Regions from separate parts of the Mus musculus genome. Here regions 2, 3, 4 and 5 are each linked to region 1. The links are chromatin contacts, called in public targeted proximity ligation maps. All regions are on one chromosome and are shown on one strand. The core of a region is the stretch at or near the end of the contact, and the rest is flanking DNA. Distances in the headings are between cores, read along the strand shown.

Region 1 (2,700 bases), core at 87-2,586:
CGAGGGAGACAAATTTAGGGGGAGACTCCCCAAGAGCCCTCTGGCTGAGCTTGAGAGCTCCAAGACTGGATGAAGCCAGCTCCCCTCGACCCCTCCCCCCAAACATAGGTGGAAGAGACTGCAGCCCAGGGAATCTGAGCACAGAGCCAGGCCCAGCCACCTCCCTCAAGTGTCTACCCTGGAAATACACAGGGGGACAGCTGTTCGCCTTAATAAGGCCCAGACAAAGGGACCTGAGGTTGTCCCCTACCCCGCCCCAAACTGCCATCACCACCACCCGGGAGTTCAAGAGTATCTGCCGGACCCTTGGACAGCCACACTCCAGAAAAACAAAACACAAACACCCGAAAACAATGATTTAGGTGGCAAGAGCCTTGCTTTAAAAACCACATGGCAATCTCCGAATTAAAAGAACATGTGTAGCGTTTCCAACTGCTTCGTTTCTCGAGAGTCCTCCTGACCTCAGCTCCACCCCTCAGGACACACCAAAAAAAAGTTAGAAAGTTCCCGAGCGGGCCACTTCCCTAAAGGTGGGTCCAACTGAGGCAGAACCATACCTCCCCACACCAAGGCACCCACGCAACCGATCTCGGGGCTGGGCACTGGTCAGCGGGGCTGGGTGCCTGGCCACCGCTTGGGGGCCCGAGCGGTCAGATGGGTCACTGGGGTCACGGGGACACCTGGCAGGTGTCAGTCGGTTTGGAAGGCTGACAGCCCACGCAGGTCAAAGCGACAGCAGCCCAGGGCCAGGCCGCCCCGCGCAGGGCTCTCCGAACTTCCTAGCTAGCAACTTCTGGCACTTCCCAGGGCTCGGTAGGCCGGCCGCCGCAAGCAGGCTCGCGAAAAGTTTTCCCAGTAGTTCGCGATAGGCCAGGCCTGTCCCGGGCCATCGCGATGCCCGTGGGCGCACTCCTGAGCGCGCCCGGCGTCCCGAGCCTTGGGCAGGTGAGGGCCCGCCCGCGCCGCACCTGGCGGGCTCGGTCCCCAGGGAGGGGCCCCGGCGGGAGAGACAAAGGGCCCGCGCGAGGTCCCCCGGCGCGTGGTCCCCCGGAGCGCGCTCCAACTCGTCCGCAACTTGCAAAGTGGCTGCTTGCGGCCCCGGCCATTGTCCCCCGCGCCCACCTTACCCGCGGCGGGGACCAAGCTGCAGTACAGCACCAGCAGCAGCAGCGGCGGCGGCGGCGGCGGAGGGGCCCGGGTCGGCGCCGTTTCCATGTCGTCCGGCGGCCGGGAGCGCCGCGCGCTCACTCGGGCTCCATGGCGCGCGCGGCGGCGGTGGATCCTCGCGGCTCCCGGCGCCTCTTGCTCCCGCCTCGGGCGCCGCGGCCCAAGACGACGCGGGAGGAGGGAGCGGAAGCCGAGCCGGTCTCCGCCCCCCGCGCCGCCCGCGCCCCCCGCCAAGCCGCGCCCTCCTGCGGGCGCCCGGGAGCCGGGCAGGCGGGTCTCTCCGGGCCCGCGACAGGAGAGGCCGGGCAAGCAGGTGGGTCACCTGCCAAGTCTCTGTACTGACAGGTGAGGAAACTGAGGCACGTGGAAGCATGACCCACACAGTCAGGAGGCCTCAGGGCTGGAAGCCAAAGGTCTCCGAAGCCAGCTTTGGGCTCTTTCACCACAACTGTAGCCACCTGGCCCAGAGACATACCGCCCCACTTGGGATGCACGCGGGAACAGGCGCAAAAGCGGATACTGCTGGAGGAACTGGGGGCTTTTACTTTTAGATTTACTTTTTGTTGTATGTGTATGAGTGTTTGCACGCATGTATGTGCACCACATGCGGGAAGGAAACCAGAATAGGGTGTGGGGGTCCCCTGGGACTGGAGTTAGAGGTGTGAGCCACCAGGTGACTGCAGGGAACCAAACCCAGGTCTCTAAAAGAGCAGTAAGTGCTTCTAACTGCTGAGCCTTCTCTCTCCGGCAGTGCTTTCTAGAACCTCACACCTTGGGCAGGCAGGTGTAGGTGAAATCATTTCATGTCCTTAGAAAGTAAGCTAATGGCAGTGTCCACCTTGCAAGGTAGAGAGGAAGGACAGAAGCTGAGGTGGTCAGGAGGGTGCCTCTGCCCTCCTGTGGTTTATGCTAGGAAGAGACAAAAATAAGAGCCCAAACAAAGGAGTGAGTAGCCGGGAAAGTGACATGGCGCTCAAGTGTGTATGACTTTACTTATAAGTCTGACATGGTGTCCAGCCTCGGGAGATTGAGGCAGGAGGCTTGCCATGAGTTTGAGGCCAGCCTGGGCTACCTGCGAGACCCTGTTTAAAAAGAGTTGATAGAGCCCTTGGTTCCCTAGTGTGCACAGCTCTCCCAGCGCTGCATAAACCGGACCTGATAAACAGAAGGAGCAAAAGGCAGGTCAAGGCTGGCCAGCAAGATGGCTCCCGTTGACCTAAGTTCAACCCTAGGATCGCAGAAGAAAAGAGAACTGACTCCCCAAACTTGTCTTCTAATAGGAAAACATGAAGACCAGGGACCAGCTAGTAGGGGGAGGGGACCCACACCAGGGTTCCAAGGGTCAGGGCAGAGATTTCAATGCGGAAGCAGGCCAGTGGTTCAGGAAGAGCAGTCTCCTGGGGTGGCTGTATCCAGTCTCTGACCGGAAGAGGAGTCAGGAGGTCTCAGGGGCAGTCAGGGGACTGGGGACTAGAGCAGCTAGTGTCCTTGCTGGTTCCTTCTCACCCAAGCCCAACCCCCATCCCCCCTCCA
Region 2 (2,700 bases), core at 196-2,695, 440 kb after region 1:
TTCACAGGAGACAACAGTGATGTGTGCATGAGGCCAACCTCAGCCTGACTGCTGCGGAGCTGAGTGTTGGAAGCCCAAATGGTACCACGCCTACAGCTCATAGAAACAGCAAACAAGATGCATGTGGAAACCATTAGCACTGAGTGGAAAAATGGAAAAATGTAAACAACAGAATGCACTTGATACAGGAGCCCATGTTTGTACACTGCAAACACATCCATACAGAAGACAATGCCACGTAAGAGCCAGGCTGGGTTGAAACTCAGTGAGGCCAGGTCTTGGGAGAAGAAGGGGAGGGGAGGAAGATGGGGATGGAGGGAATGGGGGGGGGGGAATGAATGACCACAACTAGAGAGGAGCCTCTTTAACCATAAAATGAGAAGTTGGGTTGACTCAGTTCTTTATGGGAGATCATAAAATGTGAGGGCGGTTGGACGTGGAGGAGGGCAAACACTTTGTAAGCTAGAAAGATATGGGTTCAAATTTCAGACGTAGCACTTTGACAAACTGCCACCGATATTTACTATTATTTATACATCTATTCAGTTCCAAACACTCCTGAGCACTGAAGAGAAAGCAGTACTATAAAAGCTAAGGCAAAAAGATCAGGAATTCAAGGCCAGAGTGAGCTAAATAGGGAGCTCCTCTTCCAAGAAAACCAAAAAAAAAAAAGAAAAAAAGATAGAAGGGAATGCAGACTCAGTGCTAGAAAGATTGTTTTTTAATCACTTTAGCTGCCCCATGTATTCTGAATTGGAGAAAACAATATAAGCTCTGAGCCTCAGTGTCCACATCTGAAAAATGACAAGGACACCCCTCCATTGGAAGCTGTGGTGAGTAGGATGGAGGAACAGGTCCAAGAGTTTCTATGGCACTGGAGTGCGGACTGGAATCCAGGCTACCTCATGAGGTTTGAGCTGCTGGGCAGAGAAAGCAACCACACACACACCTCACACCCCTGGGCAGAGAAAGCAACCACACACACACACACACACACACACACACACACCACGCAACCACACACACACCTCACACCCCTGGGCAGAGAAAGCAACCACACACACACACACACACACACACCACACACACCCCGTCACACACACACACACACACACACACACACACACACCACACACACCCCGTCACACACACACACACACACACCACACACACCCCGTCCCTCCGTCCCCCCTCCTCCCCTCCCCCCTCCCTTACAAGCACAAGCTTAGATCGGTCCTGGTCACAGCCGGGGCTGTCGCTCACCAAGGGAACCTCTGGGGGGCGCCGCGAGTCCCGCTACCCGCGAGACTCTGACGCGATCCCGAAGCAACTCTGCATTCTGCTGCTCAGGCCTGCAGAGGAGGAGCGGGCAAGGGCGGGGCGGTTGTAGAGGGCAGATCTTCGCTCCCAGGGAGACGGGGCGGGCCCTGTGAGGGCGGGCCCTGTTTGGTGGGCGGGGCCGTGGCGGGCTCAAATGGCGGCGGCGCTGGGCGCCTAGGCCGGCGGGGGCCATGAGCGCCGCCCGGCCCCCAGTTTAGCATCGATGATGCCTTCGAGCTGACCCTGGAGGACGCGGGGCCTGAGCCCGAGTCCAGCGGGGTCGCCCGCTTCGGGCCGCTGCACTTCGAACGCCGGGCTCGGTTCGAGGTGGCTGATGAAGACAAGCAGTCCCGGCTACGCTACCAGGTGAACGGCCCTGCTCGTCTCACCCTCTTGTCCAGGATAGGGCGGAACCCCAGGCCGGGCCCCGGAGAATTCTAACTCCGGAGCCTCTGCCTAGAGACCCCAGCGGAGCGGAAAATTGTCCCCTAGACGTGTCTGCTCATCCAGATTTATGTCCTTGCCCTCTGAGCTCTGAGTTCGGTTCCAGTGCAGCTGTGGAGAGCCGGAAACTCGGACTAGGAACCCAGGCCTTAGCAACAGTGTAGAACCCACCTGTCTTGAAGACTGACACCCCAATATCACTCCGAGGAGTTTGGGGAGTACTTCCAATCTGAACCAGACCTTGTCGATATTTACAGCATCCCTTGAGCCCCAGATCACGTGACCTATGGAGCCTCCGCATCCCCTCTGCTTTGAGAATCACCCTAAAAGTGGAGGTCCCCACACATGATGTGTTTGCCCATCTCTTCATACTAAACCACACCATAAATCATTGTCTCAGGTAGCTTCCCCCAACCCTATCGTTCTTTAGGACGTAAGACCCAGAGGCCTGTGCTATGCTATACCAAATCCAAAGTCTCTATGTTGGGTCCCTGAAAAATCCTGAGAGCCTCATTTGAGTGGTCACCTGCTCCTGGGATCCATGCTGGCAGCCCACCCCTGCTGGATTCTGTGCTGAAGCCCCCAACAGCCACCTACTTCCTACCCAGGTTTTGGTTTCTGAATCATCAAACCGGTTCCGCTGGGAGGGCAGGGAGAGGCAGGAGAGCAGCTGCCAGATGTGCCAGGCAGAAGCTGTCAGGCTGCCTTTCTCCTCCCCCCAGAGGGCAGTGGAAAGGCCCATTCCTGAAGCTTATCTGAACCTTATGTCCTGTAACAGAACCTGGAAAATGATGAGGACGGAGCCCAGGCCTCTCCGGAGCCGGATGGGGGAGTCAGCACCAGGTCAGGGCCAGGTGGGGACCCACCCTTCTTATCCCAGGCCCCGTGTCTCAGGCTCCTGTCTGCAAGGACCTGCCCAGTCCCAACCAGATGCAC
Region 3 (2,838 bases), core at 128-2,627, 310 kb after region 1:
GCCCACCTCTGCCTTGTGCTTGGTGTCTAATCAAGCCTCGCAGTGATGGCTGAGTGCTGTGGAAGCCCGTTTCCCCTGTGCCCCACCTCTCCTTCCCTCCTCTGTAAGACATCTCCTAAGGCGAGCAGCACAACTGGAAGCTCTACAGCAGTGGGTTCCTGCCTCAAAGTCAGTCTGGGGCCTGCCAGCCTTGGAATCAGGCCTACTTCCTACTCAAAAGCCCTGAATCATGCCCTGCTGCCTCGAGGATGCCTCCTCTAAATCCTGCTTCGAATGTCCTTCCCCCACATTAAACTGCTTGGCAACAGCAGTCACAGTACTTCTGTCCACAGGAACTCCCAGACCAGACAATCCCATCACCTTTATAAGTCTCCAAAAGCTGTACCCAGAGCACAGGGTGATGATAACTGGCTACACCAGCAAGGCTGCGGTTAACCTGGTGTGTCCCCTATTTTGTGCACCCATATAAGGATGGAAGCAGCTCAGAGAGGTTTCGGCTCACAGTCACACAGCAAAGTACAGCTGACACTCATCATTCTATTTAAATGCGATGCTCTAAGGCTGGTTCTGAGAGCCGGGGGTCATCGAAGTGTGCCTAATATGATAGATAGGGATCACACAGGCCAAGGTAGGGATGGGTGTATACTTGGAGAACTAGAGGTAAAAGGCCAGGTTGAAGTCCTCTCGGTAGTCTGGTGGAATAAGGCTGAGGGAGGCGCGTACTCTTCGTTCTCTTGGAGTGGGCGCCCAGAGGCACCTGATGACTCCGACTGTGCTCCGACCCAGAGCTCTTCCTGTGAGACGTTCTGGAAAGCACGGACACCCAGGAGACGAGAGAAAAGGGGCCCAGAAGATCTTCAGCAGCCAGACATCCCAACTCCCGAACCCGAAGTCAGGACCCATTCAATTCAGGTTACTCAAGCGTTCCGGAGACACAGAGTCCAAACCAACTGTGCCACAGATAGGGAAGTCCCTGGAAAGAAACTCAAGCGAAGCTGGCCGGCTTTTCCGGACACGCCTTCCATCAGCTCTAAGCCAGGTCTTTCCTTTAGGTGGCGCTCTGGTCCCTGTACACAAAACCGCTTCTGCCCTCATCTAGCAAACTCCGCCCCAGATGCCCTCTGTCGCCCAATAGCAGCAAAACCCGCCTTAAGCCACACCCCCGAGGTCTCCGAGGATCTGCATCAGCAGGCCTCGTCTGGAACGCCTCCGAGGTTTCAGCAGCCACTGCCTTGTCCATCTCGGAGGCTCTACCTGGGCAGGCTCCGTACCGCCGGCGTCCGAGGCTTTGCAAGGGCAGTCCCAGGCCTGTCCGCCTCTCATACCGGGCTCCGGGAAGCCACGCCTCCTTCCGGCTCCCACTTAGGTCCCCGCCCCGCGCTGGAGCTTGCGCGCTGCGGCGTTCCCTCCCTAGCGGGCTGATCCCCCACTGTGTCCCGGACGTCTGGGACATGCTGCCTGATGGCCTGTCCGCGGAGGACGAGCAGCGCTGCCGGCAGCTGCTAGCACGGACCACTGCCCGGTTACGCTCGCGGCCCGCAGCGGCCGCAGTGCTTGTGCCGCTGTGCCTCGTGCGCGGGGTCCCCGCGTTGCTCTACACGCTGCGTTCTAGTCGCCTGGTTGGGAGACACAAAGGGGAAGTCAGGTACGCCGGCCTTGCCGGCGCACTACCTGTGGCCCGCATACCCCTCTGAATTTTTCCCTTCATAAACAGGACTCTGCCCCTTACCGTAGACTGGAGAGAGGAGATCCGGGGCTCCCCTTCTTTGGCTTCGCCCTCAGCAGAAGTTGAGAACACCCGGGGACGATATCTGCACCACTGGGACACCATAGGCAGACATGGGGTGTCTGAGCCCTAGCATAGTCTTAGCCAGCTGCCAGACCCTCATGTCGTAATCTATATCACAGTGCCTGTCCCCCTTACTCTAATGGCACAGAGAGCTAAACTGCCTCCTGACGACCTGTGGTCCCAAGATTCCCTCTGCCCATTTAGTTTCCCAGGCGGTAAGTGTGATCCCGACGACCAAGATGTAATACATACGGCCCTTCGGGAGACTCAGGAGGAGCTGGGCCTAGAGGTGCCCAAGGAGCACGTGTGGGGTGTCCTGCAGCCAGTGTATGACCGGGTGAGCCACCCTCATCCTATCACAATCAGTAACCCTAGTGGCCGGGGAAGCCAGCCCCGCTCAGTCCAGGACAGGGTCCAGGAAGGCTTGCAGGGTAGGCTGCATCCCTCTAGGCTTGAGTGGCAAGTGGGAGGTTTCCTGGCGGTATACAGGTAAGGGGAACCTGTGAGGCAGCATGGCAAGAAACCAAGGACCGGAACTGGAGGGCTTCACCATGATTACCCAAGACACCCGGATGGCAGGGTAGGGTCTGCTTCCTAAGTTTGCTCCTTCTGACTCTTCACCCTTCTCCTACCCAGGAAAAGGCAACCATAGTCCCAGTACTTGCCAACGTGGGCCCACTGGATCTGCAGAGCCTTAGGCCCAACCTTGAGGAGGTGAATGGTGACTACTGGGGAGTTGGGCTGTCCTAACAGGGGACTCACAGGCAGTCCTCTGTCCACCCTCTTTCTGTTTCTTGCCTACAGGTGGATGAAGTATTTGAGATGTCTCTGGCCCACTTGCTGCAGACACAGAACCAGGGGTATACCCACTTCTGCCAGGGTGGCCACTTCAGCTACACACTGCCTGTCTTCTTGCATGGACCACACCGTGTCTGGGGCCTCACAGCTGTCATCACTGAGCTCACCCTGAAGCTGCTGGCCCCTGGCTTCTACCAGCCCTCCCTAGCTGTTCCTGAGCTGCCTAGGGGTTGAGGCCTGCCTGGCCTTTA
Region 4 (2,706 bases), core at 58-2,557, 400 kb before region 1:
TACCTCTCCCCCACACCCCACGGGACAGGTACTGCCTAACTTGCTCCAAGTCAGCCAACACAGAATCTTATCATGTCTCTTTGCCATCTGCCATCTGTCTTTTGGGGCCCTCCCATTTATACCTGACTCTCTCTCTGCTTCTTACCACCAACACCCTAAGTGTGGTTCAAGGTCCCAGTTTGGCTTAAAGCATATCGCTTCATTCTCACAGCAAGCACATGGTGTGGGAATCACATGCCTTCACAGACATGTATGGGAAGGCCTAGTACACAATTCCATAGTCACACAGCCACAACAGCAAAACCTCTCCCTCATCATGACTGACAGACTCTCAGTCAACCAATCTACAGATTACACATCTGTAATCTCACAGACTGACTTCACGTCCTGCCTCCACGTGGGTTACCCTGGGTCAGTTACTTCGCCAGCCTTTGTCTATCCTTAGGGAAATGCATTACAGGAACTGCACTGTGGGATAGAGAAGTGGTGGCTCTGTCTGTTGCAGGCCTGTAGATATTCTCCTGAAACAACATGGCTCTTCAGGAATGCTCAGGCACCATACATGACATAGGCTTCATTAACTTTCCTCTAGGAAGCTGCTCTCTGGCACACCCCACTCCCTGGATCCCGAAGAAAACTTGTCCCACTCCCCATCTAGCACTGACCATCCTGTTAAGTCTCTCTCTTTCTTTCTTTCTTTCTTTCTTTCTTTCTTTCTTTCTTTCTTTTTCTCTCTCTCTCTCTTTTTTTTCCCTTGGGGTGGGGGGCCTCACTACAGGGTCTCCTGTAGCCCGGGTTGACTTCAAATTGGCTACGTAGCCAAAATGTGATCTTGAACTCCCGATCCTTTTGCCTCGACGCCCCGAAGTGACGCTGCTGTGCGGTCTTCTCCTAGGGCTGTCTCTGTGTGTTAGCCATTCACCCAGCCAACACTAGACTGGCTCCAGGCGGTAACTAAGGAGAGCTACAGAGGGCCTGGGACCTGCGGCCAAACTTACCTGCGCTCCTCCACCTCGGCGTCCCGCTCCAGCTCCAGCAGCTGTAGCTGCTGGGCCACGAAACTCTCCACGGTGGACGAGGCCATCTGCTCCGCGATGCAGCCCCTGACTGATGCTTCCTGCTCGGCCAGTTTAGTCCTGTGGGACCCGAGTTCCAGTCGGACCGTGTTCCCCACTGGACCAGAATCCGCAAAAGGCCCTGCGCTCCCAGCCAGGGCGCGGATTCCCGGCCGGTCCGTTTCCTGCGTTCCCCGCCAAGCCAGTGATTGCAGTAGGATCCCTGTTTCCCTGCTCCAGGTGTTCCCTACTGAGTTTGTGTGTTGACGCACAAGGTTCGCGCTGCTTCCGCTTCCGGTTGGGACTGTGGAAACATGGCTGCTGCCATAGCGGCCTCGGCATTGCCGGGCGCCTTCGGGCGGCTGGTGTCTGTGTGTAGCCGTAGCATCTTGGCATCCCAGGGATCCGGATCAGGTGAGACCAGGGAGGCCTGGTGAGGGAAGAAGCTAGCGGTGCTTCCGCCGTCTGCCGCCCGTGTGTCTGAGTCCACCTTGGCTCCTGGTGTGTTGGTTATGAGAGTCGTGAATATGGCACAGGGTTTGGAGTACGAGAACCTGGGATGAGAACGTGGTTCCTTCCGTTCATTGCTTAATACTGAGAAGTGCTCTTAAACTTAAGTGTAGGTCCTATAGTACAGGGACACAAATGGGTGTAGACAAATGACCTACCCAGGGTCATACAATGGGGATGTAAAGAAAGCGAGTTAGAAGCTGCTAAGTAGAGCATGGGTGTGGACAGTTGTCCTCGGGCTGCTAGCCACCCTCGGATCAGGAAAAAAAAAAATGACGTTGAAGAAAGGAGTGAGTGATTTTAATGTTAGTCTATCTTGAAACATAACAAGTAATGTGCCCTTAGTTTTGTTGACCCAGACCTTTTAGTTTGTGTATGTGTTATGTGTATGTATGTGTGCAGGTGGGTGTACATGCCCGTGTGGAGACCAGATGATGATGTCAGGTGGACACTGTTGTGTTCGACCTTTTCAGTTTCTTTCTTTATTTTTTTTTAAGACTTATTGTGATGTTTGTTTCGGGGGGGGGGGGGGAGGGTCCTTTCTGTGCATTTAAGTGAAGGTGCCTTTGGAGTCCAGAAGAGGGGGTCAGATGTTAATCCATAGATGATAGGAGAAAGGCCACCAACTCAAATCATCGTAGCCAAATTAATTAAAGCAAGCTTTTTCACTTGGGTATGCAGGCTGCCTCCACCTAAGACAGGGTTCAGGAGGTCAGCATTGGACACCCCTGAAATCAGGGTTTCTATAGTTCAGGGATAGGAGGTTTCCAAATGGGGGTGAAGCAGAACATAAGCGTAACCGGTTGGTCACAATAACCTTCTGAAACAAAAGTGCAGTTGCAAGGTAGTCGTAACAACAGGTTGTAATAATAACTTTGAAACAAAGGCATAGTTGCCGTTTTCCGGGACAGGTGGTATAAACCCATTTGTAGTTAAGGTGTGGCATAACCCAATCCTTGAGAAACAGATTTAATCATAAACAGAAATGAATCTACTTTTTCTCTACTATAAGATGGCTTTCCAGCTTAAGATAGAAGTATGCTGGTTTATCACAGATCCCTGGAGCTAGAGATGCAGACACTTGAGGCCTTCCATGTGGGTGCTGGGAACCAAACTTTATCTTCTACACGAACGGCAGCTA
Region 5 (2,808 bases), core at 295-2,794, 330 kb after region 1:
TCTGAGTGCTAGGTTTCCAGCCATGCACCCTAACACCTAATTTTATGCAGACCCAGGGATTGAACCCAGGGCTTCATGCATGTTAGGCAGCCCTCCCTCCCCAGCCCCTGCCAACGGGCGAGAGGTCTTGAGCATGTTTAGGATCGTCCCAGGAGCACAGGTTTATCCTGAAGGGTGTTTGGTGACTGGCACCTGAGATGATGGAGTAACTTTCCTTCTTAATCTGTGCTTAATCACCTCGCTCCCGTTCCCATCAAGTAAACGATTGTTGCCTTAAGGGTGACACCTGGCGAAGCTGCTGAGAGCAGAATCTGAACTCAGTCAGGTTTAATCCTCTGCCCTTCTGTTGACATGCTCTGTGGTGCTTTGATCAAGTTCCTTGACCTCTCTGTGCCCAAGGTGTGGCTGCATTCATTAAACGTTTTCATCTGTAAAACTTTAGAACAGGAATTAACACAGTATATGTACAGACCTGTCTGCTGCGCCCTCCCTTCTTTCCTTTTTTTTTTCTTCTTTTTCTTTTTTTTTTTTTTTTTTTTTTTTTTTTTTTTTTGCTGTTTTGTGACAGGGTTTCTTGGGGCCCAGGCTGGCCTCAAACTTGATATGTAGCCCAGGATGACCCTGAACTCCTGATTTTCTGCCTTCTGAGTGCTGGGATTACAGGAATGCCTCCCCACACCTAGCGGGTTGTTTGTTTGTTTGTTTGCTTGCTTGTTTGTTTTAAGACAGGGTCTCACTATATCCTGGAACTCACTGGAGTGACAAGTGACTAGACAGGGTGGCCTCAAACTCAGAGATCTGCCTGCTTCTGCCTCCCAAGTGCTGGGATCTCACTCAGCTCTGGCTAAGTCATAGCTAAGTTTCATTTCCAGCCTAGATAATATGAATCAGACACAGATGGGACGCAACTGCAGGAGTCCAGCACACGGCTGAAACAAGCTCTTCCCCTGTGAAGGAAGTGGGCAGAGAGCCAGCACCCGGCCCACGGCCAGCCCAGTCCTGTGTGCTCACCTGCTGTGTGGCTTACTCTCTCTTTGTCTTCAAAGACTAAGCACTAGTGTCTTCTTCCTCTGGGAGAGCAGTCCCGTGCGTCCTTGACGGCTGTGTGGGATGGCAGATACAGGAGGTGTCTAGACACCCCTTGGAAGCTGTAACAAATGTGAACTGAATCGCCCTACTCCAAAGAATCCAGTTTTTAGAATGGCCTTGGTTTGTAACTCAGCAGTTCTCAACCTGTGGGTCATGACCCCCTTAGGAAGTTGAACAACCCTTGCACAGTGGTCGGATATCCTGCAGTCAGGCACTTAGGTTACAACTCACAGTAATAGCAAAGTCACAGTTACGAAGTGGCAATGAAATAATACAGTGGTTGGGGTCACCACAACATGAAGAACTGTATGTATTGAAGAGTCTCAGCATTGGGAAGGTTGAGAACCACTGAGCGTGAGAAAAAGAAAATAGCCTGCCCGGCTCTTCTCTGTGGCCAGACACAGACTGAGCCGCTCAGCTCCTCTGCATCTTCGCCTCTGGAGGTCACTGTTTACCGCCTAAAGGCGATTTCTTCCCATGGCAAACTCTAAAAGCTAGGAGGAGGAGCCTCAGTTGTTGGCACTGGGTCATGAGGCCCTGGCTAGTATTTAAAGCCCTTTTTCTTGCACGATTTTGTCTATGAGCCCTGGAGTCAGCCAATATTTCAGATGCTCAGGAATTTAACTGTGATGACTATTGCACGTAGATGTGGCTTTCCAAGCCTACAGTCAGTGCAAACTCTACCTAAGGCTCACCATAACTTCTCATAGAACTGAGAATTTGATAGTAAAATGCGTATGGAACAACAAAGAGCCAAGAACGGCCAAGATGTTTCTTTTCCAACGCTGAAGGGGGAACCCAGGGCCTGGTGCATGCTATACAAGCCTTCTATCACTGATCTATGCCCCTAGTCCCTCCATGGTGGCTCCTCTGTGTACCACTGAGTCAAGCCTCCAGTGATAGCCAGGCTGACCTTGAATATGGAGTTTTGGGATACCTGCCTTTCAGAGAGCCACGTAATCAGGCAGCTAGAGCAGCTGAGAGACAGAGAGGCAGTGGTCCTGACAGATGGGGATTCATTTTATTTTAGTTTTTTATTTGTGTGGGTGTTTAGCCTGTATGTATGTATGTATGTATGTATGTCTACCACACACATTCCTGGTGCCCGTGGAGGCCAGAAGAAAACATTAGATCCCCTGGGACTGAAGTTACAGATGGTTCTGAGCCACTATGTGCATACTGGGAATAGAACCGCAGTCCTCAGACAGTGCTCTTAACTGCTGAGCCAGCCCTCCAGCCTCGAGACTGTGTTATTTATTTATTTATTTTTCTCGAGACAGGGTTTCTCTGTGTAGCCCTGGCTGTCCTGGAACTCACTTTGTAGACCAAGCTGGCCTTGAACTCAGAAATCCACCTGCCTCTGCCTCCCGAGTGCTGGGATTAAAGGCACGCGTCACCACCGCCCGGTGGAGACTGTTATTTTTAATTGTAATTTTCTAAATGCCTGTGGCCTCAGCCTTGCCTTCTGTATTGGGAGTCCCTTCCCCCCCCACCCCCAGACTAAGGTATAGCACCATGTCAAACACATGAAATCAAAACAGATGAGATCACTCACTGGGTAAAGGCACCCACTGCCAAGCCCAAGACCTGACTCCAATCCCTAAAACTCACTTACTTGGAGGGGCTATCCTTTTCATGTAGCCCAGGCTGGCCTCACACTCACTGTGTAGCTGGAGACGACTTTGAGGCTCTTGCTGCTTACCCCTTCAGACCACTGGG

Evidence for each region.
Region 2: a targeted proximity ligation map of pancreatic cancer cells shows a contact between it and region 1. A contact is called at or near these places in 2 of 39 promoter capture datasets (cranial neural crest and frontonasal cranial neural crest), 2 of 130 datasets of targeted methods (microglia and pancreatic cancer cells) and 1 of 9 other capture datasets (adipose tissue).
Region 3: a contact with region 1 is called in a targeted proximity ligation map of epiblast stem cells. A contact is called at or near these places in 3 of 39 promoter capture datasets (cranial neural crest, maxillary cranial neural crest and neural stem cells), 6 of 130 datasets of targeted methods (the NIH/3T3 cell line, the SCID.adh cell line, double positive thymocytes and 3 more) and 1 of 9 other capture datasets (liver).
Region 4: a targeted proximity ligation map of pancreatic cancer cells shows a contact between it and region 1. A contact is called at or near these places in 2 of 39 promoter capture datasets (hippocampal neurons and pre-B cells) and 3 of 130 datasets of targeted methods (the 230-238 cell line, bone marrow-derived macrophages and pancreatic cancer cells).
Region 5: a contact with region 1 is called in a targeted proximity ligation map of pancreatic cancer cells. A contact is called at or near these places in 2 of 39 promoter capture datasets (cranial neural crest and pre-B cells) and 2 of 130 datasets of targeted methods (pancreatic cancer cells and pro-B cells).

Annotation. Positions count from the first base shown.
Region 1 is chr19:3,685,228-3,687,927 of GRCm38.p6, forward strand. It overlaps Lrp5 (low density lipoprotein receptor-related protein 5), which reads right to left and starts at 1,337. Exons shown (of 23, transcript NM_008513.3): 1 at 1,128-1,337. The coding sequence starts at 1,215. It overlaps Gm36672 (a long non-coding RNA gene), which reads left to right and starts at 1,323. Exons shown (of 4, transcript XR_388279.4): 1 at 1,323-1,512.
Region 2 is chr19:4,124,515-4,127,214 of GRCm38.p6, forward strand. It overlaps Tmem134 (transmembrane protein 134), which reads left to right and starts at 1,446. Exons shown (of 8, transcript NM_001078649.1): 1 at 1,446-1,526; 2 at 1,528-1,686; 3 at 2,543-2,607. The coding sequence starts at 1,512. It also overlaps a transcript of Aip not described here.
Region 3 is chr19:3,999,203-4,002,040 of GRCm38.p6, forward strand. Nudt8 (nudix (nucleoside diphosphate linked moiety X)-type motif 8) reads left to right here and starts at 1,378. Exons shown (of 4, transcript NM_025529.3): 1 at 1,378-1,645; 2 at 1,994-2,126; 3 at 2,426-2,503; 4 at 2,594-2,838. The coding sequence starts at 1,452. The coding sequence ends at 2,821. Tbx10 (T-box 10) reads left to right here. Exons shown (of 8, transcript NM_001001320.1): 8 at 1-310. The coding sequence ends at 46.
Region 4 is chr19:3,281,703-3,284,408 of GRCm38.p6, forward strand. Ighmbp2 (immunoglobulin mu binding protein 2) reads right to left here and starts at 1,308. Exons shown (of 15, transcript NM_009212.2): 1 at 999-1,308. The coding sequence starts at 1,084. It overlaps Mrpl21 (mitochondrial ribosomal protein L21), which reads left to right and starts at 1,340. Exons shown (of 7, transcript NM_001347420.2): 1 at 1,340-1,469. The coding sequence starts at 1,370.
Region 5 is chr19:4,017,852-4,020,659 of GRCm38.p6, forward strand. No RefSeq gene overlaps it. Among named protein-coding and RNA genes, the nearest start is that of Ndufv1, 6.5 kb to the left of the region's middle.